2 separate regions of the Zea mays genome follow, and region 1 is linked to region 2. Evidence: chromatin contacts called from public Hi-C data. All regions are on one chromosome and are shown on one strand. The core of a region is the stretch at or near the end of the contact, and the rest is flanking DNA. Distances in the headings are between cores, read along the strand shown. Region 1 holds the start of LOC100193789. Region 2 holds the start of LOC103629864 (UDP-glucuronate 4-epimerase 1).

Region 1 (4,866 bases), core at 952-3,451, 260 kb before region 2:
GACGAGGAGCCATAGATCTACCTCAATAACTTATGTGCCGTCGCAACGCACGGGCACCTACCTAGTTTATTATATAGGAAGGTAGAGCCCCTTGTAATATACTTGCTAAGCCCCAAATAAAATCGTTTTAAAGAATTAGTGGATTTATACAATACTTAATATAAGTGTTTTGTATATGTATCTAGATTCATTACCATCCATTTGAACATAGACAGAAAAATAAATAGATAAAAGGACTACTATTTTGAGACGGAGGGGATATCTAGTATTAACCTATATAACTCCTTGTAGTTTTAGGCTTAGATGGGCCATATGAGATGCAAACGGTTGTATTTAAGCCTAGACTACATGTTTATCGACTCCTTTTAGAATTATCTATCCGAGCCTAACTTTTTCTAAAAGGTCTCTAAACTGACCTTCAAGAGCAAACTTTCTTAGAGACACTCTTCATAATTGCATATGAAATTCTTGATACATTTATATTTCAATTTATTTCGTGTAATCTAATATTGAATATACATATCTCTTCGAATACACCAAATGACTATTTTGCCATTCCACGATGATTTTTTTCCCGCACATTTTAGCTGGCTATATACTCGAAACCTCCGCATAGACCTCTTCTACGGTCGACATCTGCATAGGCCTCTTCTGCTGTTGACATCTTATCTCTTTCGTCGGCCATCAGCCATAACTAGGGCTAGACGAAATGCTCGTGGCTCGCTAGCTCGCTCGGTTCATGGTCAGCTCGGTTCGAATCGGCTCGTTTGAATTTTTTCACGAGCTAAGTTGACGTCCTAGCTCGGTTCGTTAACGAGCCAGCTCGTGAACTAAACGAGCTACCATATTCCAGCAAAACGAAACTATATGTATATCATTTACAAAATAATTGATGAACATGTTATATATGTGAGGTGTCTATGGCCTATGAATTAAACTAATGATTAATGAACTATGTCTATGTGCTAATTTGGTCTATGCAAATATAATTATGGGTTAAACAGACGAACATATACATGAATTGTGAATTAATGAGTGATGAATTGTGCTAATTTGATGTTATATTGACGTGGTTTGTGAAACTATGAGTATAATTATTATTTTCTATTGTTAAATTAGTTTAAAATTAACTAAAAATTAATTATTATGTATATTTTTATTTTTTTCTACTCTAGCTCGAGCTCGTAAACGAGCCGAGCTGACTCTGTGGCTCGTTAACTTAACGAGTCGAGCTGAGCTGGCTCGTTAGCTTAACGAGCCAGCTCGAACTCGAACGAGCCGAGCCAAGCTGACTCGTTATCCACCCCTAGCCATAACCGAGAGTCCGAGACGCTCACTTGTTCGTTTGTCCCGGAATACGGCAGGAATAGTTGTAGTGATCAAAACTTATATAATTTAGAGAAGTGATCTAGTTAAGAATTATTCCAAACCATCTTATGGTGTGTTTGGTTTAGGTAATCAACCTATAAATGTGTTTGGCTTGTTTTTTGTTTCGATTTTTGCCCCCTAAAAATAAAAAACTAAACCAAAGGGTTGGATTTAGAAAACATTTTTTTCTAAAAGCCGACTTTATCGCACTGTAAAACTGAAAGCAGCTGTGGACCTGATTTTAGTGGCTTTCGGATAGAATTGTAAAAATATATATGAAAAAACTTTTATCGATTTTAGTGGTTTCCACCAAATAATTTTTACTTTTTTGACAGCTCACGGTCCACAACAGCTTTTCTCACAGGTCACAACCATAATAGTTTTTTTTTCACAGCCACGACCCAATCAAACAGACTTTATACTTCATAAGGTGATACATCATGAGCTTATGCCATAAATTTTGGTGGAATCAACTCATTCTTCATGTATATACTAATTATTACATTACGAGAAATGAGGTGGTAACGAATCAACTTATTCTATTTCACAAACAAAATAAAAAATAAAAGATGAGAAAAAAAAGATAATCTTGTTACTCAAACCAAACACCCGTTATATTCACTTTACTCATGATTATCTTTTATTTCAAACTTTATAAACGCTGTAAAATAGTGTTTTGCTGTGCTGTTGGGTAGCTTACCAAACCAGCTACATCTACGCGCGCCGGACACGGCTACGCTCGAATCTCCAAGCACATCATGCGCCCCCCCGAAAAAAAATTCCCCACGTACTAGACCACCACCCGTTGGCTTTCTCCCCTCGCACCGGGGAACGCGGCTGCCGATCCGCTCCCGATCCCCTGCCCTCCTCCTTCCAGCCGACTGAGATTCCACCAAATCGGCGCCCGTGCAGTCCCCGATTCGATTGGCAAGCACGATTGGCCGCTCCTGATCAGCTACGGGACAGGGCTGGATTTGATTTGATCGGATCCCCAATTGGGTGTCCGGGTCCGCGCGTTCGGGCGGGCGGGCGTGCGGGCGGGGGGATTGCTTTAGGGTTTCAGCGGGTGCGGTCGCTGTGTAGGCGGGTAGGGTTTTGCCATGGCGGAGAAAGGCTGCCTGAAGCGGCTCCAGAAGGAGTACCATGCGCTCTGTAAGGTGAGCTCCCTTTGATTCCTGGCTCGATTGTGGTCGATTGGCGCGCGTTGTTTTGATTGGGCTTCGTCGTGGTTCGTTATCTAATGGTTGATTTTTTTTGCCTTGGATGGATTAAAGGAACCGCCGCCGCAGGTCGTGGCTCGCCCACTGCCCAACGACATATTGGAGTGGCGTAAGTAGCCTCAGCTAACCCTACTACTCGTAGATACGATCCGTCGCCTTTTGATTGGCTAATGTTTGGAGTCAAACGGGGTTTGATTGCGCTTGATTTTGTCGGAAGCAATGGTGTAGGCATAATCATAACGCGCAACGCACAAGATCATGTTGGTTTAGCAATCACTTCATTCGGTTTTGGGAATTTCTATATACATGTGGTTGCTCCGTGTACCGCGTGATGTGCTCAGCTCGTCTGCTCACTGCTTACAGTTTCTGAGCAGTGCGTGCTGCCTGCAATTTATTGTTTAAAGTTTAAATTGTCAGATGTGAGCCTTAGTTCTGTATAGTGAGCTGAATTGAGTATATTGTTCGCTCATATAGACTAGTTCCTCGCAGAGACATTAACAAGATTCCAAATTCTACTGCATGGATTTCAGATCGCCTGATCTTCTGGCCTGGGCGATCAGCAGATTAGTCGTGATTAGCGCGACGTTTAGGGCGATTAGTCGCCCCTAATAGACCCTAGTCGTCCACCTGGTCGCCAGGAGCCCAGGACAGTATAAGTGTATAACACTATATATTGATATATAACATTGTATATAACAGTATATACTTATATAGTATAGAACTACAGAGTATAGATATAGAATATACTTAGAATTAGAGATCACTAGCAACTCAGCATTCAGCAAGTCTGAAACTCGTCCATCACCATGGATCTCTTCAGTGTTCAATCTGGAACTCTGAGATTGAGAGTCAAGGTACCTTCAGAAGAGGTGCTCATCTGTAGCCCCTGGGTAGCCGCCTGTGAGACAGGTCACAGGTGTGTCCAAGCCTCCGAGGACAGCATACTAAACAGAGAATGGGAGGGGGAGAGAGCTAACTAAGCAGAGAACATAGAAGATAGAAGAGGATGGAAATACAGGCGCCTGGGAAGCTGAAGAGGCGACCAGGAATCTGAAGAGGTGCCTAGGAAGCAGAAGTGGCTAATTCATATTGGCTCCAGTGGCGACCAGGAATTTGAAGAGGCGCCTGGGAAGCAGAAGAGACTAATTAATGGCTCCAGGCGCCTGTTGGACTACCCTGACCGGATCTATGTTGTTTGGCTGATCTCCCAATAAGGCGATTAATCGCACCATATCGACGATTAGTCGGACGATAAGGACGATCAGCTCCTCTGATCGAATCGACTCCTGTAATCGAGTGCTTAAAACTGATCAGACCGACTAATCGCGATTAGTCGGACGATCTGAGTCACTGCTACTGCATGTTCAGTGACAATAATTCTAAAAATAGGGAACATGAGTGTACTTGACTATTGTTCTGTTTCAAACTTCCAATCAAGGACATACACATCAAGGTGTTTACATGGCACGCTTGTGGACTTGTGGTACAATATATATGTATTTGATGCATTTGATAGATATTTGCTCAATGAAATGATCATTTGGATATCTGGTTCAGCTGCACCTTATCTTGTCACAGGAGATACAGTGCCTGATCTGTTTATTGTACATGGCTCCTTGATTTTCAAAAGTTTGTCTATATGTATATTTGTCACCATCAGGGTTTGCACTGGCAATATTATATCGTCAAGTGCAACAGTATTAGCTAGCAGTTTAGCACTGTGCATCTTGTAGATGGTGGCTGCTAGTTGTGCGCATCAACCTGTCTACTAGTAATATACAATTACTTTATTAGACATTATAGCGAAAGGGCCTCTAGCTGAATTGGTTAGGTGGTCTGAGTAGCACTCCTCAGGTCCTGGGTTCGACTCCCCGTGGGAGCGAATTTCAGGCTGTGGTTAAAAAAATCCCCTCGCCCGTCCCACGCCAAAGCACAGGTCTAAGGCTCGGCCCTGGTCACGGTCGTTCTCACATGGGCTTCGATGCCGTTGTGTATGAGTGGGGCAGGGGTTTGGGGATTTTCTCGACCTGTGTGAGAAAGCCTTCTTCTTAATACAATACTCGGGGGTTGTCTTACCCCCGCAGGTCGAGTTTTTTATTAGACATTATAGGTTCTTGTTAGGCTATTTATAACAAATCGAGCACCATTGATTGCTACTCATAACCTTCAACTTGCCTCTTGGATGACTGGTGCAAGAAGTTTAGTTTTTTGTTAGTCATTCTACCTTTTATACTTAACGAAAAAGGGTTATAGTAGATTTTTGTGATTGATATATGTG
Region 2 (4,445 bases), core at 1,583-4,082:
GCATGAAGTATAAAGTAAGAGTATAAACAAGCACAAGTGTCTATATAAATACAATGAGAGTAGCGCATGTCAGAACTTACCATACACATACAACATAAAGTATTATACAATGCATGGAAGGAAATGTGTATGCAACATATGAACATAATTGTGTATCATGAGAGTATAACATATAAGGATAGCAAGATCCACCGTCCATGTCTATGTCTCTCCCCCTATCTCACATACTTCTTGTCCCCACTCTCCCTTAGCATCAAGCACACTAAATTACAAAACCTAAGTGTCCTATGGAGGGACCGACACAATTGTGTAAGGTGTTAAGTGTGTGGAGTGGTCCAAACTACATGAGAAGTGCCTCCTCATCTAAGTCAGAAGAAGGTTCTCATGCTAGAGCTCATGTCTCATGCTATGTCTGGTTGGTCATAGAAGCTATGACTAGCTATGTGTGTGTGTGTGGAGGGGGAGGTCAAATGACACAACTAACACAAGCTCAAGATGTTGATGTTCTACAACCTCCCCTCAAGTGGTTGATCAAAGAACACCACCCCTACTACAAGCTCATCCACAATACCTCATCATAGGGAGTCCATCAATGAGAGTTATCACTCGATCTAAAAATATATATCTTTTGTTGAACATCACTCATTTGTCTCTGGTATAACTAAACTTGTAATGAAGTTTGGACACTGAGGCACCACATGATGCAAGGATGGATAGTAAAAATATATATGCATAATAATTAATTAAAAATAAAAAACATAATCATGTTTGAATTAATATCTTATTTCAACAAGGTCTATCAATATGATATATAGAAAACGTAGCAATATACGGACAACTAATTAGTCTCTACTATATTAAAACACTAGTTTCGACGGTCGTCCCGCGTCATATTTTTACAAATAACCCCTTATATTATTTAAAATAGCCCACAAGACACATTCTCTTCACATCGATCACATCTAATCCAATTCGTCTATCTACTACCCGTCCTCAGTGAATCCGCGCCCCGCACGGGGCGCGAGCGCCTCAGTCACCCACATAATGACACAAAGTCAGGCACGCCATGTCTTCTGTTTATAGCAACGAATGACATGGCAAGTAGGCTTGTGCCAAATGCACCGCGACAGAAGCCCAACAACCCAAGCACGCTGCTCCGTAGGGGACGGGGAAAGCGGTTTCAGCAGACCCACACACGACGTGTCTTCCATGCATAGAAACGCGGGAGCATACCCAGACCACAAATTTAAGCAAGACAAGAAGTATACAAAAGATAGTTGTTAGCAAGGTTGAAGGAGGAACATCCTAGTGCGGTAATTCTTTACCTACTATTCTTTGTTAGCAAGGTTGAAGGAGGAACATCCTTAAAGGCGTTATGGTCGTCTGCCCGTTGCCACCACGTTGCCCATCATCACGCCACCGTGCCTGGCCAGCCGCCCTGCCGTCGAGCACCACAGCGCCGCCTGCCAGTGGTGGTGGCGAACATCACTCGTGTGAGTTTCCCGATGATGATCGACAGCAGTGACCTATGAGACTTTTGTGACTTTTGTGAGATTTAATATTGTTGTTACTTGTAGTTGTGACTTATGAGATGAGATTCGACACTTTTGAGACCCGCATTGTGACCTTTGTGATTGTGATGAAATAGATAAGACTATTATTGTCTTTGTTATTGTTCTTATGGTGATTGTATGTGAGATGTTATATGTGAAATGTGGTGTGGTGTTGTTGCTATTCTATGTGTAATGTTGTGGAATGTGGTGGAAACTGAAAAAGAAACAATATTTATAATGGTGGTCAATTTAACTTCCTAGAGTTAGCTAACTTTTGAGAGAGGAGGCTGAGTCGTCGGAAGTTAGTGGTTGATGGTGTCAGGCCCGCGGACGACGTCAGACCTAGGCTAACTTTAGAGAGGCACTGTTAGCCGTCGTAAGTTAGCTAACTTCGAAGATAGTTGTAGGAAGTTAAGCTAACTTTCAACCGAAACTTTCCGAGAGCTTAACTTCTGATGGCACCACTTAACTTTCGATAGTGCTCATAACTTCCGAGAGTTGGTAGCTAACTTCTGATGATTTGGGCTCTTGGAAGTTAATTAGTTTCCTGTAGTGAGTGTTGCACTCGGCAAAAGGTGTCTTGATGAATGCAATGTCCAGAGCAGTCGACAAAAGACACATTGTCTGGACACCTGGAAACTTCCTTTGCTAAGTGTCAAAGCCAAGACACTTAACAAAGCTCCCACCTTTGCCGAGTGCACTGACCATACCACTTGACACAAGTTGTGTGAGCTACCTAGAACTTGCTTTGTTGAGTGCCAAACTCAGGCGCTCGATAAAGACTCTATCACCATCACTCACGCTATTAAGGCACTTTTTATTTGCCAAGTTTGGATTTAGCAGTCGGCAAGAAGTCCTATATATAGATGTCCAATAAGCACGAGGCCCGTGAGCCCGGCACGAAGTCCGTTGTTTGAGCCCGGCACGGCCTGGTTCTATGCGGGCCCGGGCCGGCCCGGCACGAATAAGCGGGCCGGGCTCGGACAAGAAACTAGGCATGGTGGGCTAGCCCGGCACGGCTCGTTTACCTCTAAGCCCGTTAAGCCCGCTTTTTTACACTAAAAAGTACTTATCGGCCCGCATAGCCCGTTTAGGCCCGCTGCGGGCCAGGCTCGGACAGGGAATTGAGCCCGCGTGCCTAGACGGCCCGGCCCGGTTTTCTAACCGTGCCTGGCGAGCCGGGCCCAAAACGGGCCGAGCTTCACCGGGCCCGGGCCGGGCCGGGCCGGGCGGCCCATTTGGACATCTCTAGTCCTATACCGACGATTTTTTTTTTCACTGAGAGCCCTTTGCCGTGTGCAAACGGTCCTAATGGTCACGCCACTTTCAAACCTCCTCGAGAGCAGCTGCCGCCAGAAGGAGAGGAGGAGGAAGCATCTACGTCGAGGCGACCGAGCTTAGAAGAGCGCAGTATTGTGTCATTGTGTGTCAACTCCAGCAGCTAAAAATAGACGGGGCTAAATTACAGGGACCTCCATCAACATCGCCGAGCCCTGGAAACACAACACGCGAAGCCAACAATGGCTATTTATAACATCTCACCTTTCTCTCTCCTCCCCTCCTTAGTTCCCTTAGCGCGTGCCGGCCGCCTCCGCTCATCGTCGTGCACCATGCCAACTCCGAGAAGACGATCTTGCAAGGAAAGCGCATGCAAGAACGTCGTCACATATATAGAGGAGTAGCAGCCAGCAAGAGGTGGAATCGACGGCTTGATCCCGAGACCGACCGAGACCAGCTGCAAAAGCTCCTAGCTAGCGCATTGGCCGCCGGAGTGGGCTGCAGTGCAGTACAGGTGGATCGCATGCGAGGAGGATGCGAGTGCTGGAGGAGGACCTGTACCCGTCGACGCCGGGGAAGGTGAAGGTGGAGCGGGCGGGGGCGATGAGCCGGTACCTGCACCGTTGCTTCGCGTCCACGGGGACCATGTTCCTGTGGGCGCTCTTCCTGGTGGCCATGACGGCCACGTACCTGAGCGTCCACTCCATCGTGGACACCTCCTCCCGCTACTTCGCGGCGTCCTGGGGCGGGCTGCACTGGGAGCGGCAGATCCGGGCGTCGGCGTCGCCGCGGCGGCCGCCGGGGTCCGCGGAGGGCGCCGGGCTGTCCGTGCTCGTCACGGGCGCCGCCGGCTTCGTGGGCACGCACTGCTCGCTGGCGCTGCGCAAGCGCGGCGACGGCGTCCTGGGCCTCGACAACTTCAACTCCTACTACGACCCCTCGCTGAAGAAGGCCCGGCGCGCGCTGCTGGGCTCCCACGGCGTGTTCGTGGTGGAGGGCGACATCAACGACGGCCGCCTCCTGGCCAAGCTCTTCGACGTGGTGCCCTTCACCCACGTGCTCCACCTCGCGGCGCAGGCCGGCGTGCGCTACGCCATGGAGAACCCGGCGTCGTACGTGCACTCCAACATCGCCGGCCTCGTGTCCCTCCTCGAGGCCTGCAAGGACGCCGACCCGCAGCCGGCCGTCGTGTGGGCGTCCTCCTCCTCCGTCTACGGCCTCAACGACCGCGTCCCCTTCTCGGAGGCGCACCGCACCGACCGGCCTGCGTCGCTGTACGCCGCCACCAAGAAGGCCGGCGAGGAGATCACCCACACCTACAACCACATCTACGGCCTCTCCGTCACCGGCCTCCGCTTCTTCACCGTGTACGGTCCGTGGGGGCGCCCCGACATGGCCTACTTCTCCTTCACCCGCAACATCCTCCAGGGGAAGCCCATCACGGTGTACAGGGGCAGGGACCGCGTCGACCTCGCCCGGGACTTCACCTACATCGACGACATCGTGCGCGGCTGCCTGGCGTCGCTGGACACGGCGGGCCGGAGCACCGGCACCGGCGGCAAGAAGCGCGGCCCGGCGCCGTACCGGATCTTCAACCTGGGGAACACGTCGCCC

What was found. Hi-C and Micro-C count contacts between places; a contact is called where the count stands out from the background.
Region 1: a contact with region 2 is called in a Hi-C map of ear, with 2.4 times the contacts expected there. The contact joins the promoter of LOC100193789 here to the promoter of LOC103629864 in region 2. A contact is called at or near these places in 2 of 25 Hi-C or Micro-C datasets (ear and tassel).

What each region holds. Positions count from the first base shown.
Region 1 is chr6:118,972,558-118,977,423 of Zm-B73-REFERENCE-NAM-5.0, reverse strand. LOC100193789 reads left to right here and starts at 2,201. Exons shown (of 9, transcript NM_001138874.1): 1 at 2,201-2,525; 2 at 2,643-2,697. The coding sequence starts at 2,469.
Region 2 is chr6:118,713,139-118,717,583 of Zm-B73-REFERENCE-NAM-5.0, reverse strand. LOC103629864 (UDP-glucuronate 4-epimerase 1) reads left to right here and starts at 2,832. Exons shown (of 1, transcript XM_008650954.3): 1 at 2,832-4,445. The coding sequence starts at 3,366.